3 separate regions of the Mus musculus genome follow, and regions 2 and 3 are each linked to region 1. Evidence: chromatin contacts called from public promoter capture Hi-C data. All regions are on one chromosome and are shown on one strand. Each heading gives the region's core, a stretch centred on a gene start, on an enhancer-like site or on the middle of the called end of the contact. The rest is flanking DNA. Distances are from core to core; before and after follow the strand shown.

Evidence for each region. Promoter capture Hi-C pulls out the DNA fragments that hold promoters and counts their contacts. Capture Hi-C pulls out chosen DNA fragments and counts their contacts.
Region 2: a contact with region 1 is called in a promoter capture Hi-C map of stem cell-derived epiblast-like cells, with 2.4 times the contacts expected there. The contact joins the promoter of Zpld2 here to the promoter of Pafah2 in region 1. A contact is called at or near these places in 3 of 39 promoter capture datasets (the C10 cell line, embryonic stem cells and stem cell-derived epiblast-like cells), 13 of 484 Hi-C or Micro-C datasets (CD4 T cells, the P5424 cell line, embryonic stem cells and 1 more) and 2 of 9 other capture datasets (adipose tissue and macrophages).
Region 3: a promoter capture Hi-C map of liver shows a contact between it and region 1. The contact joins the promoter of Selenon here to the promoter of Pafah2 in region 1. A contact is called at or near these places in 2 of 39 promoter capture datasets (embryonic stem cells and stem cell-derived epiblast-like cells), 1 of 15 datasets of contacts at CTCF or cohesin (embryonic stem cells) and 4 of 9 other capture datasets (adipose tissue, embryonic stem cells, liver and 1 more).

The regions. Positions count from the first base shown.
Region 1 is chr4:134,401,341-134,404,552 of GRCm38.p6, reverse strand. It overlaps Pafah2 (platelet-activating factor acetylhydrolase 2), which reads right to left and starts at 1,641. Exons shown (of 10, transcript NM_001285874.1): 1 at 1,449-1,641; 2 at 310-460. The coding sequence starts at 1,538.
Region 2 is chr4:134,201,457-134,204,668 of GRCm38.p6, reverse strand. Zpld2 (zona pellucida like domain containing 2) reads left to right here and starts at 1,665. Exons shown (of 8, transcript NM_001080712.1): 1 at 1,665-2,751. The coding sequence starts at 1,677.
Region 3 is chr4:134,550,607-134,553,818 of GRCm38.p6, reverse strand. Selenon (selenoprotein N) reads left to right here and starts at 1,653. Exons shown (of 12, transcript NM_029100.2): 1 at 1,653-1,882; 2 at 2,285-2,402. The coding sequence starts at 1,700.

The DNA.
Region 1 (3,212 bases), core at 392-2,891:
CCAGTACCATGTCCCATCTGATGTCCCAAACACTGCGCAAGAGGTTCTAGTTCTACCTGTATCTGGCACCACAGTTCTACAAACGCTGGCAGGGCAAGTGGGATAAGGGACTGGCCCAAGTCCCACTGCCAGTAAATTACAAAGTCTGGATTTGAACCCATGACCCAGATTCTCACGCGTCCAAGTCTCTCCCATCTCTCCAAACCAAGGACTGGACTATGCAAGCTAAATAGTTCCTGTGTCTGCCTGGGTCTCTTCTGGGGATGTAACCAGGCACCCGGGAAGCAGCCAGGGCCGGGCCAGCCTTACCGATACCCACGTTGAACAGCAACCCCACCCAGCGCTTGTTATACTGCAGGTAATCGGCCAGACCCATGCTGTACTCGTAGCGGGGAATCCACAGGGGCTGCTCGCACTTCTCTGATGCTTGGCAAGGGTAGAAGAGTCGGAAGAGGCTCCCCTGGGGAAAAGAAGGGAGCAGCTGCTGGGACCACAAAGCTTAGGCATTTGGGGTCAGCAGGAGTCTGGGGCACCAACAGAGAAACAGAGGCTTCCTCCGATCCAGAAACAATTTTGTGGCTAGCACATCAGAGGGCTTATGTCCTGACTGTCAAGTGCATTTCCAATTACATCCTGGAACAGCGCCATACTGTGGACCTAGGCTCCGTGCGAACGAGGGAGGTGGGGGGGCTAGGTCTTTGCTCTTAGGATGAACTCAGTGGCAGCAGAAGGCTTGGTCAGGAGAGGGAGCAGGAGAGGGGTTACCAGGAAGTGGGTGTCTCTCACAGAACAGAGGTGAGCCCAACCACCGGGGACAAAAACCTAAGGAACTTGTTGGGTCATGGTGGCACGTGCCTGAAGTCCTGGAGGTGGGAGGATCAGGGGCTTATGGTCATTCTTGGCTACATTTCCGGTTGGAGGGCAGCCTGAGCTACATGAGAAACCTCAAAAATGTTAAAAAGGAAGAGGAGGAAGAAGAGGAAGAGGAGGAGGAGGAAGAGGAAACAAAGAAAAAGAAAAGCTTAGGAATTGGCAGGAGGTTCAGAAACCAGAGAGAAGTGAATGGGAGGCTAGAGGTGAAGACCTCATCTTCCCACCCAAGCTGTAGAGTCAGGACAGTGGCCTGTGGCCCACTATGCTTCATCCTGTCCCCCTACATCAGGATGGCATCGAAAAACCTCTCTAGGGTCAGATGCCTGGACTCACGACAGGAGAAAGGGTCTGTGAGGTGCCTCTGGCTCCTCCTTGCTGCAGAAAGAACTCGGCCATCTGCGGAGGTTCTAAGAGTTTAAATGAGGAATTTAAAAGCCAGCAGGAAAACAGGCCAAAAGGCTGATGTCCAAACTCTGCCCAGCTGTAACTTAGCAGCCCAGAACTTACACACTTGGACCTGTGCTGGTGAAGTCCCCGCAGTGGAACAGAGCAGGGGCGGAGCTTGGGACACTTACCTCAAGACTGTGACCCTCCATCACATCCGTGCAGCCAATGTGGTGGGGTCCCGAGATGGGTGGGAAGCACACAGACTGGCCGGCCCCCATCTCATCACCAGCTGGACCAAAGCCGGGTGCTCGGGAATTTGCTGGCTGGAAGACAGAACACAGAACAGCCTCTTGCTGGTCTCTCCCTCACTTGCTGTTTCTCTAGGTCATGTGCCAACCCTGTCCACTTCCTGACATCCTTATCACCCCAGCCGACCTTCCTGCCAGCTACTCACTAAATCATATTCGTTATTTACACTTGCGACTTTGCCAACGTTTTCAGGCTCGTCTTTCGGTTGTCTTTCTGCAGTGGCGGGGTGGAAGCCGGGGCCTTACACTTGTTAGGTAGCGACCCATTCCATCCCCAGCCCTATGGACTGTGGTCTTCATTTCCCTCTGGTGGGGTGAGGAGATAGTGGTGATGAGCTAGTCCTCAGATCCCTCAAAACCTACAAACCATAAGGGTGTGGCTCAGTTCTAGCATACAAGAAGCCCTGGGTTCAATTCCCAGAACTATAGAAAACAGCTACGGCGATGAACACCTGTAACCCCAGCACTGAGGAGGGTGGTGTCCGGAGGGTTAGGAGTTCAAGGCAAGCCTGGGATGCATGACTCTGTCTCAGGATTATTGCGTAATGACCCCGCACCTACCGTGTATCTATCTGACAGTAACTGCTGTAGTGATTACAGCCCAGACTTTGCCTTCCCTGGCTAATAACGCCCCACTGAGGTCCAGCTCTTCCTCAGCTAGCACTGTACTAAGTCTCTGATAAACACTGCTTCATCTAACCCTCTCAACAGCTTTCCGAGAAGGGAGGTAGCTGGACCAATTTTGCAGACTCAAGAGCAAGGCAGAGAGGTCTAACTCAGCCCACGAACCGGCTTAAAGCAAGCAACATTTCAATTCCTATTCCTTACAGCCTAAACCACCTGCATGGGCGGGGCCCTGCCCCCCACCCCCACCCCCGCGGTTTGTTTGGACATTCTGAGTCCTCCTCTGGGAGGATCAGTGTGCAAGCCAGAGCAAGCCTGGGCAAAGAGAGACTTTGGAGATGGTTGCTGCCAACGCTCCCTGCAATCACCCCTGTCCCTGCCTCGGCACATACACGTGTGTAACTGAAGAACTCATAGTCCTGAACTGTTTAAGGCCACAGCTGTTACTACACACACACACATACACACACACACACACACACACACACACACACACACACACACACACACACACACACACACACCTTCCTGCCTGCCAATCATCTGGTCCAGAGGAAAAACCCCAAGAAGCCAGCCAGAGTCACTCTACTTAACGTTGGGAGGCAATAATTTTCTCTCTACTATTCCTTTTCCTCTTTTGTTCTTCCAGCGCAAATTTTAAGACACCCACTAATACAAAAAGGAGGAAGGGAAGAGGAGCTAAATTCTGTTGCAGGCTGTGGACCGCACAGCCAGTGGGAAGGGGGAGGAGCCTCTGCCAGACTCCACCCACTCCACCCCACCCCACCCCGGCCCGACCCTCCTCCCCCGAGGCTGAGCACACACACTGGAGAACCAAGACTGCCGCTGCAAGACACATGTGGGTCACATGATGGTGAAGCAGCTGCAGCTCCTGTCATAAAAGAGAGATAAAATGCCACTGGAGTTCTGAGGAGAGTGAGTGTGTCCCCTGAGCGTGGGAGCAGAGAGCAGGGAAAGACAGGATTGAAAGTTAGGAAAGGGCGTGTGAGACATGGGGGC
Region 2 (3,212 bases), core at 416-2,915, 200 kb after region 1:
GAATTTTAGCTGGAGAGATGGCTCAGCGGTTAAAGGCACCGGCTGCTCTTCCAGAGGTCCTGAGTTCAATTCCCAGCAACCACATGGTGGCTCACAATCATCTGTAATGGGTTCTGATGCCCTCTTCTGGCTTGCAGGTGTACATGCAGATAGAGCACTCATATACATTAAATAAATAATTAAATAAGTATTTAAATAAATGGAAAGGAGAATTTAATACAAAGTATCACCCTACCCTCTCCTTCTTCTTTTATTTTTTTAAAGAATTATTTATTTATTTTATTCATATCAGTACACTGTTGCTGTCTTCAGACACACCAGAAGAGGGCATCTCATCCCATTACTGATGGTTGTGAGCCACCATGTGGTTGCTGGGATTTGAACTCAGGACCTCTGGAAGAGCAGTCAGTGCTCTTAACCACTGAGCTATCTCTCCAGCCCCTCTCCCCCCCCTTAAGAAGATACTATTTCTAAGTAAACACCTTAGTCCTCCAGCTCTTAGAATCTTTCCAGCACCCCCACCCCGCCCCCACCCCAGACTTTAGGTGAAGGGATGTGTTTCAGATCCATCTGTTGGGGCTGGGCACTCCAAGGTCAGTTCTCTGAGTTTTGACTAGTTGTGGCTTTCTGTAATGGTGTCCGTTGGCGGCAGCTGCTGCTGCTGCTGCAGAAGCTGGAGAGAGCTACACCTCTATGTGGCTATGAGGTGAGTATTTAGCATGCAGTCAGGAGCCTGCAGCAGAAGGCTCTCCAGCCAGTCTCTGAAATCGATCAGGGCAGAGCTGACAGGAAATGAGCGTGACTCGCTATACGAACTCGCCGCTGCTCCACTATTAGTTGTATTGGAACTCCTCATCAGGAGCGCGGGAGCTCAAGTGCCTAGGAAGTGGTAGGAACAGTCAGCCAGTGTCTTTATTTTCCTTGTTCCTGTTTTCGCAGGCAATGTTGCCTCAATCCCACCTTCCTCAAAAGGCGTTGAGCTTAACAAGAATCTCTCCTGCCCGTCCACAAGTTCAGTTGTGTCTCAGCGAACCAATGGCCCTACTTCCACAAAGGAACTCAACAGTTTATCAGTGAACAAGGCAACCACATCTCAGTCCCAGGGACAGATGACATCAGCTACTCTTCCAACATCACCCCAAAGCAGTAGTGAAACAGAGACCACTGAGCAGACGGTACACACGGCCGTGAAGACAGTCACCAATAGTATGTCACTGTTAGATTCCACGGTGACCTCTGCAGCAAAGGAGCTGGTAGAGTCATCCGAAACCACAATTTTATTCACTGTAGCCACTCCACCCTCACCAACACCGGACAAAGCCATTGACACAAATAAACCTTTACACACGGCGGCCATGACAACTAGGGACACCTCTTCACCAATCACAGCTAACCTGAGGACCACTGTGCTTAGCACAGGCACATCTGAGTCTCAGGAAAGGGACACTACAACTGTACCCCCAACCCCAGCAACAAGCCCCACAATGACGAGCAAGCCACAGGACACACACCACAACACAGTCACACAGATGCCCTCCCAGCCAGCACAGACGGACTTAAGCGACAGCAGGACTAAACTCACAACACTGCCACCACCAAGGCCCATCACCACTGGAATGAGATCCTCAGTGTCCCCAAGCCCAGGGGAGGCAGACATGACCATGACGACACCTTTGATGACAACAACAACTTCAATGACAACAACCTCAATGACATTAAGCACACCAGAGGATGCCATCCTGTCATCTGGAACTGGGATACCCACCGTGCCTGAGAAGTTAACTCTAACTGCACCCTCATCAACACTGGATAAAGCCATTGACACAAATAAACCTTTACACATGACAACTGTGACAATTAGGGACACCTCTTCACCAACCACAGCTAATCTGAGGACCGTTGTGCTTAGCACAGCCACATCTGAGACTCAGGAAAGGGACACTACAACTGTACCCCCAACCCCAGCAACAGGCCCCACAACAATGAGTATGTCACCTGGCACACACCACAGCACAATCACACAGACACCTTCCCAGCCACAGACGGACTCAAGCGACAGCAGGACTAAACTCACAACACTGCCACCACCAAGGCCCATCACCACTGGAATGAGATCCTCAGTGTCCCCAAGCCCAGGGGAGGCAGACATGACTGTGACAACAACAACAACTTCAATGACAACACCCTCAACGACATCAAGCACACCAGAGGATGCCATCCTGTCATCTGGAACTGGGATACCCACCGTGCCTGAGAAGTTAACTCTAACTGCACCCTCATCAACACTGGATAAAGCCATTGACACAAATAAACCTTTACACACAACAACCGTGACAACTAGAGACACCTCTTCACCAACCACAGCTAATCTGAGGACCACTGTGCTTAGCACAGGCACATCTGAGACTCAGGAAAGGGACACTACAACTATACCCCCAACCCCAGCAACAGGCCCCACAACAATGAGTATGTCACCTGACACACACCACAGCACAATCACACAGACACCTTCCCAGCCAGCACAGACGGACTCAAGCGTCAGCCTGGGTACAACCCAGTCATCGGACCATTCTACAGCCCTTGTTCCTAGCTCCTCAGAGACAACCAAATCCTCCACTATGATCGGGACCAGTAAAGCACCCTCCAACTCTAACCAGAGCAGTGGTCCGGGAGGTGGCACCTGTGCTTTGGATGAGTATCAGGCCAGTACCGGAGGTTGTGCGTGCAATGACAGCTACTATTCCCACTTGGGTAAGTGCGTATAATCCCTTCCAGGAAGTGGTCATTGTCTACTGCTGCTGCTGTTTCTCCTCCTCCTCCTCCTCTCCTTCCTCCTCCTCTCCCTCCTCCTCTTCTCCTCCTCTTCCTCCTCCTTCCCCTCCTCTTCTTCTCCCTCCTCCTCTTCTTCCTCCTTTTCTTTGTAAAGTTTCTCTTTTATTTTAATTTTATGTGTATGGATAACATGGAGTAACACAAATAACTCACGTAAACAAACCAGATAAATGGCCGGGGCTAGAAAGGTCATGGAAGTCTAAGAAGGCCCAGAGGAACTCTGTCCAAAGGTCTGTCCAAAGGTTGGGAAAGCGTTAGCATGAAATGAACAAATCCACCAGAAGTGATGGCTCCTGAGAGGGTCCGCGGCTGCGCAGATGAGACAATCTACTCTGTGCCAGCTTCTGGGACCAGAGACTGATGGGGATTACAGGTGTGTG
Region 3 (3,212 bases), core at 404-2,903, 150 kb before region 1:
GGGGTTGCAGTAGTCAGCAGCTATGGCTCTGGCTCACTGAACCCCAGAAGGGCCTCTGGCACTCTCCATACACTGAGGCTGGGAAGGCCTCAGTGCTCACTGCCTGTGTGTGATCAGGAGCGATCTAAAGAAAGCCCTTCAGCTGGATCCTGAAGGGGAGGTGCTGGGTCCAGCCATCATTGGAGGCCACCATTTTTATGTGTGGCTAAAACCTGCTCAGTCATGTTCTGTTCTGGTATTATAAAGTGGATTCATGTGTGTGTGTGTGTGTGTGTATGTATGTATATGCATGTGAGTGTATATGTGTGTATGTATATATATATATGTGTGTATGTATATGTATGTATGTATGTATTGTATACATGTGTGTGTATGTATGTGAGTCTATGTGTGTGCATATTATGTGTGTATGTATGTGAGTCTATGTGTGTGCATATGTATGTGTGTATGTACGTGAGTCTATGTGGGTATGTGTATATGTGTGTATATGTGTATGTGTATATGTGTATATGTATATATGTGTGTATATGTGTGTGAGAGTATGTGTGTTGTGTATGTGTGTATATGTGTATGTGTGTATATATGTGTGGGTGAGTCTGTGTATATATTCATGTATGTATGTATGTATATGTGTGTATGTATGTGTGTACGTGTGTATATGTATGTGTATGAGTCTATGTGTGTATATGTGTGTATGTATATGTGAGTCTATGTGTGTATATGTATGTTTGTATGTATGAATGTATGTATGTATGTGTATATGTGTGTGTTTGAGTCTGTGTCCATATTCATGTATGTATGTATGTATGTGTATATGTGTGTGTTTGAGTCTATGTGCATATTCATGTATGTATGTATATATGTGTACGTGTGTGAGTCTATGTGTGTGTATGTATGTGTGTACTATGTGTGTGTGTATGCGTATTATGCCAATGTCAGGTCTCTTCCTCTATCACTCTCCAACTTATTTTTTGAGACAGGGTCTCTCACCTGTTTGGCTAGACTAACTGGCCAACAAGTCCCAAGGGTTTTTCTGCTCAACCTTCCTATTAAATAATGTGTGGGCACATCTGGCTTTTTAGCACGGGTGCTAGGGATCAGCTTCTGCAACAACCCGCTGTGTCCTCTCCCCAGTTCCCAGGAGTTCTTTTGAGTCCTAACCATATTTTAGATCATAATTTCAACAGCACTCTTTCACTATGGCACACACATTTTGCAGAACTAACTGAACTTTGGATGGAAGGGAGGGAGAAAGGGAAAGAGCCTGTGTGTGCAGGGATGAGGGTGATCATAGCCTGTGTGTGCAGGGATGAGGGTGATCATAGCCTGTGTGTGTGCGCAGGGATGAGGGTGATTATACTTGGAGGCTCAGAAGACAGGAGGAGCATCACAAGTTCAGGGTCAGCTTGGACAACACAGCGAGTTTCAGGCTTGCCTGAGCTACAGAGTGAAAGGATGTCTAAAAGAATTTATTTATTTATTTATTATTTTATTTATTTTGGAAGCGGCGAGGTAGAGGGCCTATGGACCGGCTGAGCAGGCGCTGTGCCCTCGGGACCTCCCTCTTTCCCCGGCAGTGATGGGCCGGCAGTCCACCCTGCTGACGCCCTCCCTCCCAGCTCCGCCCCGCCCCGCGCCGCCCGCCCCGCGCCGTGCGATCCCCTTCCCTGCAGCCGCCGGGATCCCCGGAGCCGCCGCCATGGGCCAGGCCAGGCCCGCAGCGCGCCGCCCGCACAGCCCGGACCCCGGCGCTCAGCCCGCGCCTCCACGCCGCCGCGCCCGCGCCCTGGCGCTGCTCGGAGCCCTGCTGGCGGCCGCCGCCGCTGTCGCCGCTGCCCGGGCCTGCGCGCTCCTCGCCGACGCCCAGGCGGCCGCGCGGCAGGTCGGAGGGGACAGGAGGGGGACAGTGGCTGCAGAAAGAGGCGCAGAGCAAAGCTCTACCCCGCACCAGGGAAGGGGGGAAGTGGGGAGGCCGGAGGGGACAATGGCCAGGACAGGGTAAAAAGTAGGACCGGGCCTTTGGGAGAGGAGGGAGGGAACTCGGAGTAGACAATGGATGAAGACGTGGAGTGAAGCTGGGACCAGACGCGACTGAAAAGGGGACAAGGAACTCTGGGACTGTTGGGAAGTGACATTTGAGCAAATGGGCTGGCAAGTGTGGAGGGGACTCTGGAAAAGAATGGCAGGAGCCACTGTAGCAGGAAGCAGCTCCCTGCTTCAGGGACTGGGATGGAGAGTTTGGGGCCCATGGTGATGCTTAGCTCAGCTCCTTCCTTCCCAGCAGGAATCGGCATTAAAGGTCCTGGGGACAGATGGCCTCTTTCTCTTTTCCTCGCTGGACACTGACCAGGATATGTACATCAGTCCGGAGGAATTCAAACCCATTGCGGAGAAACTGACAGGTACCAGAGAGGCTGGGCACTCAGGGAAACCTAAAAGGAATTGGGCCCGGGCCCCGAGCCCACACCCCCTCACCACTTTCGGGCTGGTGGGTACCTGAGTTGCCGTAGCACCCAATCCCATTTCAATGGTGACAGTAGCATTCCTCCGGCCACCTGCCAGGCCACATCCTCAAATTGAAGCCTTGAAAGAGGATGCAGCCTTTACACCTGTCCCACGCCTGGGGCCGTGGCTGCTGTCAGGCTAAGCTGTATTTGAAGCGATGAAGATGCAGGCAGATTGACCCTCTTGCCAGGCTAGAAGACGACAGAGCCAGGTTAGACCTGACCTGACTCACAGGGTTAAGGATTTCAGAGACTGTGTGTGCAATGGCCAATATGCAGACAGTCACAAACAGGAAGGAGTCACAGCTGCTGGCACTGCTCTAAAGCCTAGGTTGTATAATTCCTAGTCGCCAGCCAGTGCTGCCCAGGTGCGGATTTCCTTACGATAAATGGGAGGAGGATAATCGGAGTCTCGAATGAATGAATTATAAAGTGCTTGTCCCTCCCGTCCAGGCTGTGTGTCAGTGCACTTGTGAGCTCTGTGCTCATGTACGGTGTGCCTATGACAGAGGACAGCCTCGAGGGTCAGTGCCCAGGTGCCTTCCACTGTTTGTTTGAGGCAGAGTCTCTCCTTAGCCTGGAACTCTTCCACGGATGCCAGGCTGGTGGCCAGCAAGCGGCCAGTGATCCTTTTGCTCCCCTGTCCTGGTGCTGGGGTGACAGGTTTATCTCTGATCCTGCCTGGCTTTTTACATGGCCTCTAGGGGT